Linked DNA regions of Sus scrofa: all the other regions are linked to region 1. A link is a contact called in public HiChIP or PLAC-seq data. All regions are on one chromosome and are shown on one strand. The core of a region is the stretch at or near the end of the contact, and the rest is flanking DNA. Distances in the headings are between cores, read along the strand shown.

Region 1 (2,750 bases), core at 164-2,663:
AATTTAATGATGGTGGGGGTTGGGACATGTAGGTGACTATGGTGTGGCCATCTCCTAGGTGCGTTTTTCTAGAATTTGAAGCGCAGAGATATTCATTCAGCTTCATTCAGTTATGTATAGTTATTCCCTTCTTCTGCTCCCATAAGTCTTCAATTATGAAAATCATACATCCCACCCACCCCTCTCCCCTGCCACCATGGGGCTTTGCATTCGTAACTTCCAAAAGGAACGAACTGCATCCTGAGTTACCTGGAGCTCATTTGCCCATTCAAACCCATGCCTTCTGTCAGAGTGCTTCAGGTAGAAACCCAGAGTTTTTACAGATTAAGTCTGTTCCAGAAACAGGGCATTTCCCTTGACTCCTTTTAGTGCCAGTCCAATATGTTCAGTTTACGTTGAGCCCAGAAAACGACTATCGGAGGCCTGATTGAAGACCTCTCTTTGGTCTCTTACAAAGCAGTATCTGACCAGTTAGTTAAAACTGAGAAAGATACCCAGAATCATTGAGTAAGAGCATAATTAGAAACTCGGAAACATATATTCCAGAACCACAAGAAGAGACCTGTGATGCAGAGCTTGTCAACTTTGTTGAAGAAATTTGCAAATATATGCATCTGTTAGTGATCAGTGTCCTGACTTAATAGGCAAGTTTAAAATTACTGATTACGCTGATGTGCTTCTGATTTCTTTTTGCAAAACAGATGAGTAGTTTTTATTCCAAAATTTGTTCCAAATCCAATTTTTTGGCAATGGTGCTGGGTTTAGTCACAGTGTGAATAAAGTATGCTCCCCGTGTCTTGATTACTCTGCCTAAAATATCTCAACACAGTGTACATTTAGTCCTTCTTAGATTATTATAACTAATGTTAAACATCAACAGCTTCTTATTTGACACTAATGAAAATGTTGTAACTGAGACTCTTATTACCCTTATGACACCTCCCCAAATTCAAATTCATCTTGTCAATTTCCCACTGTTTTGAATACCAAATACCTCTGCTGTTATTCTTCCTACTTCACTTCCTTTGCCCCTCAATCATTGCTTTTCGGTTGTATGTCCTTCCATTAGTATTTAGAGGACAACTGATGTCTCCCCTTCATCTTTGAATAAAGGACATCATTATTAAATTGGCTTTTGCTGTATTCCATGTGTGTCCTGGATCTCCCTCCCCTTTTAGTAGCCAAGGACACATTTCTGAATTCTTTATCTCTCTGCTTGCCAAAATGGGAAAAAGAAAATTGTTAAACCTGGAGTCTTGCAAGACACTTAACCAATTTAATTCATATTTTTCATATAAGTGACTTGTTATCATCCAGTGACTCCAGCCACGGAAACTGTGAGTATATGAGTTGTTTGCTCCTTGTGGTAGGAGCTATCTTGGGTATAGTTATCTGTAATGAACTTGAATCATAGGATATAAATCATATCCTTATAAAGAGCCTTAAATGAGCCAGCATGAGAATCCAGCAATAGTACAAGGTGTAACAGTGCTAGGAATCTGAGCTGGAAACTTGACCTCCGTTCCTTGCCTCTGGACCGCCAGAGGCTGGTAGTTACATTTGCTCCCCCTGAGAGATAAGCATTTGGGGATGTTCCCTCAGCCATTTGTTGTCTCAAATTAAGCATTGCAGCATTCAACCCTTAGGAAAAGTCAGTTGCCATGTTTTGGAATCTTAGATGCTGAAACAGTAAACTTTCAAAAAATGCTTTGATGCTCAGATTTAACAAAAAGTTGAAAGGAGGTAAAGCCCTTAAAAACAAACCTAATACCCTGCCACTTATCATTGCCTTATTAATACGAAGCATTTTTTCTTACAAGCAAATAAGGGCGAAGTCATTATTTTTGTAGCCTTTCATAGAAAGAGGAGGTTGGTACGTTCTGGGAACCACATAGATTTTATAATTTAGACAACATGTAGTTGTGTCGTCATGGAAAAGTTAAGAATTATCTAATTGGGTTGGTGTGTTGACTTTACAAATAAGAATCAAGTACCTCAGGAGTTCTCTTGTGGTGCCACATGTTAAGAATCCTGCATTGTCACTGCAGCTGCTCAGGTTTGATCCCTGGCCTGGAAACTTCCACATGCCTCAGGCACGGCCAAAAAAAAAAAAAAAAAAAAAGAAAGAAAAAATCAAGTACCTTCAGTGTCCTTAGCACCATATTAGGTCCTTGGATAGGAGGAGCTTGTGATACAGAGATGAAAAAGATAGAGGCTCTCCCCTCAAAGGTGCAAATGACTTGTTAAGGTCCACAGTGCAAAGAAATGCATAATGGGGAGGGTGGAGTGCTGAGTGGAAGGCCCAGACACACAAAACCCATGTGGGAGCAAAAGGTGATAGGCCGGACCGTAATTTGCATAATTTGCAGGGCCCAGTGGAAAGGCAGATCCCTTTGTTCAAAAAGTGAACCAAATAAGTCCTTTTAAAAGTACTAAAGCTTTTTCCTTTCTTCCAAGTATCTCCCCAGTTCATGCACTTGATCCATTGCTCCATCACACTTCATGCACGAAACACAAGTTCAAAGGTAAAATTAAGAAATTAAGAATTTCGAGAAGTTCCTGCTGTGTTGCAGCAGGTTAAGGATTCAGCATGGCCACAGCTGTGACTTCAGTACAAGCTAAGGCTCAGATTCAGTCCCCAGCCCAGGAACTTTCGTGTGCCATAGGTGTGTCCCACCCAAAAGAAAAAGAATTTTCAAGATGGTGACAACAGAACATTCAGCTAAGCACTGAGTGCTTCTGAGCCTGGG
Region 2 (2,750 bases), core at 146-2,645, 200 kb before region 1:
TTTCTCCTGAATTTTATCTAGGATAACATCTGATAATTATGGTGGATCATCTGAGATGTGCATGTGTGTACATGGTATTTCTTTTTTATTTCTATGGGTCTACACATATGCCTTGCAAATGAAATGCTTTTGAATCCTGTTAAGGTATCTTGGTGTATATTAACTAACTCATAGACCAAAATAGCTAATGTCTTGACAGTTTTTTATTTATTGGGAAGTTCAGGGAATAAGGCTTTCTTTGGGGAAGGGTGGGTTATCGTCTCATTTAAGGTTTTTTGCAGATCCCTCAGGGGAAACATGCAGTGCAGAAAACTAAGCTGCTGTTCCATTTTTCTTTGTGTTCCAGATTACATTTTAATAATTTTTCTACTTCAGGTTGAATAGAAAATAACAATATATAGTTATATAAATGGAGACTTGCACAGCTGATTAGCCATTATTATATTTCCTGAATTTTTAAAATTTTAAGAGATTTTTAGGAAAGAACTCATACTGTGGTAGATTTTCTTTTTAAGAAGCAAAAGCATTATGTTACTAATACTCCAGTTGAGAAGAAGATAAATATATTTTGTTTCGTGAATTACTTTGGGAGAAGTCTTCATTTCAAACCAAACTAAATTTTAAGAAAATGAGGGCTTAGCTGTTTATCTTGCATTTTCTCTCACTCTTTGTCTCTTTAACTGAATTTGTATCTAGAATTATGAAACGAATGATTATAGACTAGTCTGGCTTGGGTATTTTTGTTTTTTGTTTGTTTGGCTTCAAGACATTAAAAAAACTGGAATGTGATGTTTTATTCTCTATTACCGTTAAAGGCTTTAGCAGGTAGAGTAGAAAGAAAACATCTGCATGCTGCTGAGTCTCAGTGTTCTGTTTCCCTTCTCATTTTCTGCTTAGTTTATGTGGCTATACCAGTGGTCTTAACGACCACATAAACGGGAAATTTGCCCCATGAGCCACAACCTGTGATAGCCGGAGCGCCTAGTGATGGTATGTAATTCCTGCCAGGTTTTGTTAGGATCTTTTTAAGCCCATGGCACGATGAGTAGATTTTAAAGATTCATTTACGGGGTGTGCGTGTGTGTGTGTGTACACACACACAACATACATACACACACGATGTAGAAACAACTACCATAACTGCTGTAAAATAAAACATGTTGGTTGGAAATTGTGTGTAGCTTCTGCTAAAGTATGTGAACATTGGAGACATAACATATTTAGCGTCTCCCGGCAAACAGATGAAGGTAGTAATAACAGATTCATAAGATGGTTTTAGTCACGTTCTTCCATCAGACACGAGCCAGCCGAGAAGCAAATAAATCAGTTGCTCGTAGGAGTACACAGTGGAGTGAAACTCCGGGTGGAGGCAGTTTCCCATCTCCCAGGGAAATTTGGCTCACAGGGTGGCGGGGATTAAGCAGTGCCGGGATGGTTTGCAACTGAAGCGGTGCTGTTGAGTGATACATTTTGATAGAGTAGCTTAAAGTTTTGAAGGGGTAACATATTGAGGGAAAATTTCCTGTGGAAGAGAATTCAGGAAGACCAGACCCAGCTCATTTCTGCCTTGTTAATTACCTCGAGAGGCATCCCCCTCCACTTGCGATGGAGATTTTTCAAGCCCCGTTTCTCTCCAGCCAGCTATAGGATAAGAGTGGACAAAAAAGTTGGCTTTGTTTCTATTTTATGCACAGCCAGACTTGCTCTTATGTTTGTAATATTTAAAGGAGTTCAATAGGAGGCCCTTGATTCTTTGATCTAATGCCACAGTGCTGTTTAACGAGAAAGGTTTTTAATATTGTGTGCGATATTGAAAATTTCTGCCAGCTCAGACTAATAAATATAATGTGAGATTTACACCTTGGATCCCTTCTTTTATTTCTCGTCCTGAATCTGCTCTGCCCACCCGCCTCCCCGGCTGAAACAGGTAATTACAAAGGTCCTCAGATCAATTTTTGTAAAGGGGCACCCTGACGGGTACCATGACTGAAGTGTGACATGAGCCTTTTCCAATACAATGGGTGGCCTAACATTCCTCTGGACGCCCAAGCTCATTAAATATTCGGTTCCTTTTTTCCCCCCCTCTCCCCCCGCCATGCACTTAGCTTGAGTCGCACTAAGTCTGGGGTTTCTTCATTGAAGACTTAGGAAAATTGCTTCGAGTTCTCAGATTGAATTTTTTATGTGTATGACTTCATGATAGCATTAGCATGTGCTTTGATCCATGTGTGAATGGCGCTGGGTCGGCGCTTATTGCCATATCCAGATGGTGTTACAGGGAACAAACAGTTGTGTTTTAGGATTTCTCAATAGACTGTCTAGACTGGCCGTGCAGCAGACAGATACAGCCACCCATCAAATTAGCGTTTGTCAGATTTATGGTAATGGTTCACCAAAGCCTTCCTGTCATTGACATTAAGATTTACGCCTCCAAAGTTATTTTGTCTTCCACAGAATATAGCTTGTGATTGCTCGGATTTAAAAAAAAAAAAAAAAAAAAAAGTTTAAGACAGAAAAGTCTTGCTGAATGTGAGCTGTTTCTGAATGAGGAGGAAAATATAAAAGGAATTCAACAGTGTCTGCAGCTCAGGGGCTGTATTGATTAGGGAAAGGCACCCTCCCCACCCCCACCCCTCCCCACCCTCAAGTGATAAGAAGGATGTTCTGTTCAGGTTGGTGTCTCCCATTTGCCCTTGTTGGAAAGAAAAACATGTATGTGGGTGACTCTAGCCAGATTTTGCCCTTTCATG
Region 3 (2,750 bases), core at 114-2,613, 180 kb before region 1:
GTGAATTATTGATTAGAATATGGGTAACCGAATAGAGAACCTATCTCAAAAAATGAGACCAAAATGTTTATTTTCCATTAATCTGGTCTAATCTTGATTCTGAACTATTTAAATGTATCTCTTCAGTTTGCTTGAGACCAGCCACAACTGCTTTTTATCTGTTGATTTACACATTTCACAAACATACTGTGTGTCAGACATCATGCTGTAAAGTTGAATAAAGAATGACTTAAAGTTAAGCCATATATGTAGTGGGGAGCCGGGGAGACAATCAGTATACATTTTGGCTCTGATTCAATGGAGTAAGTAGAACATTAGCAACATGAACTAAATACTGTGAGAGTCTGTGATGTGAGTCTAGACAGGGCAGGAGGATTTAGTGTTAGTGGAACTTGAGCCTTGAAAATTGAGAATGATACTGCCTCTTGAACAAAAAGAGGGTGGATTTACTTTGTGAGTAAATAAACCAGCTGGGTCTCCATAGCATTTGACCCACTTGTAGAGACTGGTACACCCTACTCTGTGTGACACACCCCAGTCTCAAGACCCAGCCCTTTGGGATTCTAAACAGCTTGACTAGATGTCCTCTTGGGAAGTTTGTTCAGCTAAAAGAAATAGCTTCTGTGGAATGCGCTAGATAAAAGATGATTCCGTTGGTGTGTATGGTGGATCAGATATGCTAAAATAGATTCTTTCCAGGTTTTGGCCTTTCAGATAGTGTTTATAAATATCATTGCTTAAAAGTACAAAACCATGTAAAGTCATTCTGTTTTCTGTTACCTACCCCTTCTTCTCACTTTGCCAGAAAGGTATGTAGAAGGTATATAGTGCTTTTTTCCCCCCCAGGTCAAAGATTTGTATTAGGATGAGATTAGAGATTTTTTATTTTAGGTGGCTGGAAAGTACATCCAGCTGAAAACCATCAACCATCTAGGCTACATGCTTCATTTGAGTTGTATTTCTGGATGCAACTCAAGTATGACAACTGTGAGTTTCATAACTTTCTCTAACTTGATTCAAAAACATTTCGGGGCCAGAATAGTTCTTGAGGTCTTTTCTCTCCTGGTAAGGTCCTGTGGAGGTTATCAAGGTTGAGATTGTGTTGCTGGATCTCAGAAAATTGCAGGAGACATGAGGAGCCGAGAGTGTTAAGCTTGCACTATCACTTAGCCTTGCCAATGTTCTTCCAGGGTGACGTAGAGCCACTTGTTACTCAAGATGAACACGCCGTTGGGTCCAGGTCTCTGCTGTTAGCAATGCTCAGGTTCTTTCACTGGACTTCTGGTGTTTAGACAATGTAGAGTAAGTTCTGAAGGGGAAGTAGGTTGTTCAAGAAGGTTAAGTGAACAAGGAGGGAAAGCACTAGTCAGAGGGAATAATCCCAGTGAGTGGCAGCTGGGACAACCAGAGCCTCCCGGGGACACTCACATCCAGATGGTACTTTCTATTTTGGGCTCTTTTTATTATCTTCCAAATAATAAATGTGGTGTTATTATCATCTGTAATAGCTCAGCTCCAAAGTATCCAGTTTGTCTTTTTTAAAAAAAATTCAGTCATGGTTATTAAATTGAGAAAATTGGTTTGTTAAACATAAATCTGAGTAATTTATAAAAGGGCCACATGAGCTCCTTGAATCAACAGAAAATCTGATCGAGCACCCGTGATGTTCTAGGTACAGTATTTACATTGAAGTAGTCATGCTTCTTCCGAGAAATATTGGCTTTATTATAAAACGATAGGTATGGAGTGTATGTATGCATAAGATACTATATTGAAATATTGATAGCTATTTTACGAAGAGAGTAGAACTATTTAAGAGGTAGAATCTACACAAATAGGGGGCCTTTATGAATTGTAGGCAGTGCGAGAGAGAAAGAATTGAGGATGTTAAGAGGTTTTTTAGCTCTGAATGATGGGTTGGATGATAACATTTACTAAAGTGGGAACTATAGGAAGGAGGGACAGATGGGTGGGAGGATTGGCAGTGAACTTGGGTTTTTGTTAGTGGAGTACCTCAGAGATATCTAGGGTATAGATGTCTACAAGAAGTGCAGACACACCGGTTGGGTTCTCCAGAAAGCGGACGAAGCTGGACGTGGGATTGAGAAATGAATACAGTCGAAGCAATGGGAATGGAGGCACGGCCGAGGGGAAATGTGTCAAGTGAAGAGGTTGTCGGACATAAGTAGGTACCCTGGATTTCCATCTCCACCACTCCTTTACATTGTGCTTGCCAGGATTACCAGCATCCTCTGCGTTTCCCAAAACAGTGGTTATCTGTGTGATCTGATCTTACGTAACTACTTATACTTAAAAGCGTTTATCTTAGTTGATGACCTCTTCCCTCTAGAAATACTTAACTTTTTCTTGATTTCCATTATATTATGTTTCCTAGTTTTTTCTGCACTAGACTGGTTGGTTTCTCCTTTTGTGCCCAACTTCAAAGGTTGGACGACTCTGGAACTCTGCCTAGCCTCCCTCCCGCCTCCCATCACTGGTGTGAACTTGGTTTTGTAATTCTAGAGTAAGGCCGAACTTGGTGAGAGTAAGATAAAAGTATAAGATGTGCCAAAACCAATAGGATGTGATTTTAAAGAATATGTGTTTTTTTTTTTTCCATTCAAGAAAAGGATGGCTAGAATATAGAATTTCATTAACCTCAATCTGATGAGAGGTTAGGAAGTAATCCAGTACAGTTGTGAAGGGTCTGTGGAAGTCATGCAACAAATTAATTGGAGAGTATCTATAGG
Region 4 (2,750 bases), core at 144-2,643, 130 kb before region 1:
CCATTTTTTAAAGGTTGCTTCTTTCAGCAGCCAAGCTGTTATATGAAACAGATGTTGACTCTGTCCTGTTTCTTTGTTTGCCTGGAGGAATACGCTTCCTCATAGTGAAAGGTGCTGTCTCTTTGTATCCTGCTAGTTATCTGTGGGTGCTGTTAATCAGTCCAGGTTATTTGCATTTCTTAATTTCTCCAGAAACGGTACAGGACAAACTTCTTAACAGGCAACCCAGGGGGCACTGCTGTCTGCGTCTTTTAATTTCTGCTTTTTTGTACCCAGGCCATTTGGTGCCTTTGACCAAAATAAAATGCTCTTCTTTTAGACTGGTTTATTAAAACTTATTTGGGAGGGAATAGTAGCTCTTTAATCTTTATCTTGACAGTCCTATGTATATTATATTGTTGCCTCTATGTGCCTACTGCCACCTCCTATTAAAAAAAATGCAACTAAATAACCTATGGATTTAATGTATGCACTAGCTCTGAGGGTCATGCTGTACAACAAAGGAGGAAGCAAGACAATATAAACCAATAAATTGGTTGTATATTAGAAAAAGAATCAGTAGAGGCATACAAACTTGAAGAAGTTACTGTGGCCACACTGTTTCAAGGGACAAGTGAAGCTGCCTAGATTTTTTTTTTGCTGGTATAGGAGAAAGCAAATTGCCATGCAAAAGCTGTTTTAGACATCTCCAAATAAGAGTTTCTATGGAAGATAAGGCAAGAAACCATGATCCTGGCAAAGGAACATGACAGCACAGAATGGGGACCCAAGTATGGCCAGATCCTCAGAATATCTTAGGACCATTATATGAGCTAATTACCATCAGCTCCATATGAGTAAATGTGCACATTTTGTTATCTGTTACATAATTTATAAGGAAGAAATGTGGTTCAGCAAATAGAGTGTAGCCTCCAGATACTCTGTCCCCCTCTGCATTTGAACTTCTTGTTGTTGTTTTCTTATCTGTAAAATGTAAGTTTTAATAAATCATCACTATTTATTTCCCAAGGGATTGGGCAGGAAAAGAAAAGTTAAATTGCCTAAAGTGCCTCAAGAGAGATGCTTTAAGAATAGACAGTGGTATTCCCACTAATTCTCTTTTTATAGCCGTGGATCCAGTGTGATATGTGATATTGAATGATTGAAATTTCTTGATATAGTATTGTTTCCTTATCTAGGAAGAGAACCAGACCTTTCTGGAATGGGAACAGCCAGTTAACTCCTGGCTCTCTGAGCTGTGTACTTTCTCACTTAGGCTTAGGTTCTACTAGGGGAAATGATACTGGTAGAAAGCCAAGTCACTTGGATGTGAGTTAAAAGGCCACAGCTATCTGATTTGGTTGAACAGGATCCCAGGGTGGTGGTGTTCAAGCGTTTTTTACACTTGCTAAGGGAAAACTGAGCCAAACAGTCAGCAGAGCCAAATAAATGAATCTAGGGGCCCAGAAGTCTGTTACTGGCTGATGTAGACCTGACCTTAATTTTTGTTTTCTTCTGGAGACGTGCCCTAGGAAATTTTTTTAAATCTGTGTTCCCAGTCATAGTTGAATATAGCACTTAACGATTTGCTGCTTCTAAAACTATGCATATATAGAATGTTCTAGAAACTAGCTTCCCAGTCTTTTAAACCTCCCAGTCCCCTTGGCAATAGGAATCTCGTGTGCCTCTGAGGTTGCTGCCTCAACCACTCTTTGCTGTTTTGGGGCAATCAGGTCATTGCATATCTTCTAACTCTACACATTTCCTCACAGAACATTTGTGTTGGGTTCTTAACTACTTATCCCTCACAGGGGAATAGGTATTTCTGTTTCTCCCAAGGGTTGCCGTAATAGCAACTAATTTTCATTGTGTATTTGGTTTCAGTGTGATATTGCAGCAACAGCATTGCAAATCAAGAGACCAGTATTTTCTTCTAACAAAACAAGCCAGGGAACATTGGGTGAGGGTTTTAACTTCTCCAGCGCTGCTTTCTTTTCTAGCTGCTGAGGATGCTGATAACTGTTCTCTTTGGTGTAACATAACTAGTTTGTTTTTCATGTAAAAACTTAGTTTCTACCTGCTTCAAGCTCTGGGAACCACAGAACCAGTCTCTAACAGCTGTGAAGAACTACAATGTATTATTTTCTCTATTTTACTGTAACCCTGACTTCCTCAATTATTTTTGTTTTTTGTAGGTAGACATTTTAATAAATCTCAAAGTTTTCTTTTTATGTGCGTAGTTTGAGGCAGACTATACATCCATAAAATAGCAAATTACCAATAGTTACCAAACAAAGTTGCTATCACTGTGCTCTTTAAGAAGCATTACAGTCTAGTTTGGGAAGGACTACATCAGGACTGAGTATAAGAAGACATCAAAGAAAGACAGTCCAGAAAAAGGAACAGATGAAATGCCGGTGATGGAGGTGACAGAGAACTTGGTGCAGTTTTGTCCCATCGATAAACCAAGCCCATTGTCACTTTTTTGACTTTTATCCCCTCTGTCCCTAGACTGAGTTTTCCTCTGTGATGTCTTGTTTGTCTTTCTATATAATCCTAATTCTATTTTGTAATCAGTACTGTTACTGATTTTACAATCCCAGACTGTAAAGTCATGAAGAGTTGAAAAGCCCAACATAATCTTAAGGGTTTGTTGTATTGTGGTATAAAATATATCCATAGTTCTAAGCCACAGGGAAATTTGCCAAATCATGCCTCAAGACACAAGAGCAATGGTAGATCCTTTAGAGGCAAAATGTTTTGTTGTTGAA

The links. HiChIP or PLAC-seq counts read pairs in DNA pulled down with a chosen protein or histone mark.
Region 2: an H3K27ac HiChIP or PLAC-seq map of skeletal muscle shows a contact between it and region 1. The contact joins two enhancer-like sites. A contact is called at or near these places in 7 of 47 Hi-C or Micro-C datasets (embryonic fibroblasts, epiblast stem cells, fetal liver and 2 more) and 1 of 2 datasets of contacts at active chromatin or transcription factors (skeletal muscle).
Region 3: an H3K27ac HiChIP or PLAC-seq map of skeletal muscle shows a contact between it and region 1. The contact joins two enhancer-like sites. A contact is called at or near these places in 2 of 47 Hi-C or Micro-C datasets (skeletal muscle and subcutaneous adipose tissue) and 1 of 2 datasets of contacts at active chromatin or transcription factors (skeletal muscle).
Region 4: a contact with region 1 is called in an H3K27ac HiChIP or PLAC-seq map of skeletal muscle. The contact joins two enhancer-like sites. A contact is called at or near these places in 1 of 47 Hi-C or Micro-C datasets (skeletal muscle) and 1 of 2 datasets of contacts at active chromatin or transcription factors (skeletal muscle).

Annotation. Positions count from the first base shown.
Region 1 is chr16:33,249,679-33,252,428 of Sscrofa11.1, reverse strand. The region is part of intron 4 of ARL15 (ADP-ribosylation factor-like protein 15); the gene reads left to right. Among named protein-coding and RNA genes, the nearest start is that of ARL15, 320 kb to the left of the region's middle. Within about 2 kb of position 1,413, at least 3 of the 83 cell types and tissues checked have an H3K27ac peak or open chromatin away from gene starts, as enhancers often do. A contact at or near this core is called in skeletal muscle, where this site is marked.
Region 2 is chr16:33,453,261-33,456,010 of Sscrofa11.1, reverse strand. All of the region lies in intron 1 of ARL15 (ADP-ribosylation factor-like protein 15), which reads left to right. Among named protein-coding and RNA genes, the nearest start is that of ARL15, 120 kb to the left of the region's middle. Within about 2 kb of position 1,395, at least 6 of the 83 cell types and tissues checked have an H3K27ac peak or open chromatin away from gene starts, as enhancers often do. A contact at or near this core is called in skeletal muscle, where this site is marked.
Region 3 is chr16:33,429,149-33,431,898 of Sscrofa11.1, reverse strand. The region is part of intron 1 of ARL15 (ADP-ribosylation factor-like protein 15); the gene reads left to right. Among named protein-coding and RNA genes, the nearest start is that of ARL15, 150 kb to the left of the region's middle. Within about 2 kb of position 1,363, at least 3 of the 83 cell types and tissues checked have an H3K27ac peak or open chromatin away from gene starts, as enhancers often do. A contact at or near this core is called in skeletal muscle, where this site is marked.
Region 4 is chr16:33,383,459-33,386,208 of Sscrofa11.1, reverse strand. The region is part of intron 3 of ARL15 (ADP-ribosylation factor-like protein 15); the gene reads left to right. Among named protein-coding and RNA genes, the nearest start is that of ARL15, 190 kb to the left of the region's middle. Within about 2 kb of position 1,393, at least 5 of the 83 cell types and tissues checked have an H3K27ac peak or open chromatin away from gene starts, as enhancers often do. A contact at or near this core is called in skeletal muscle, where this site is marked.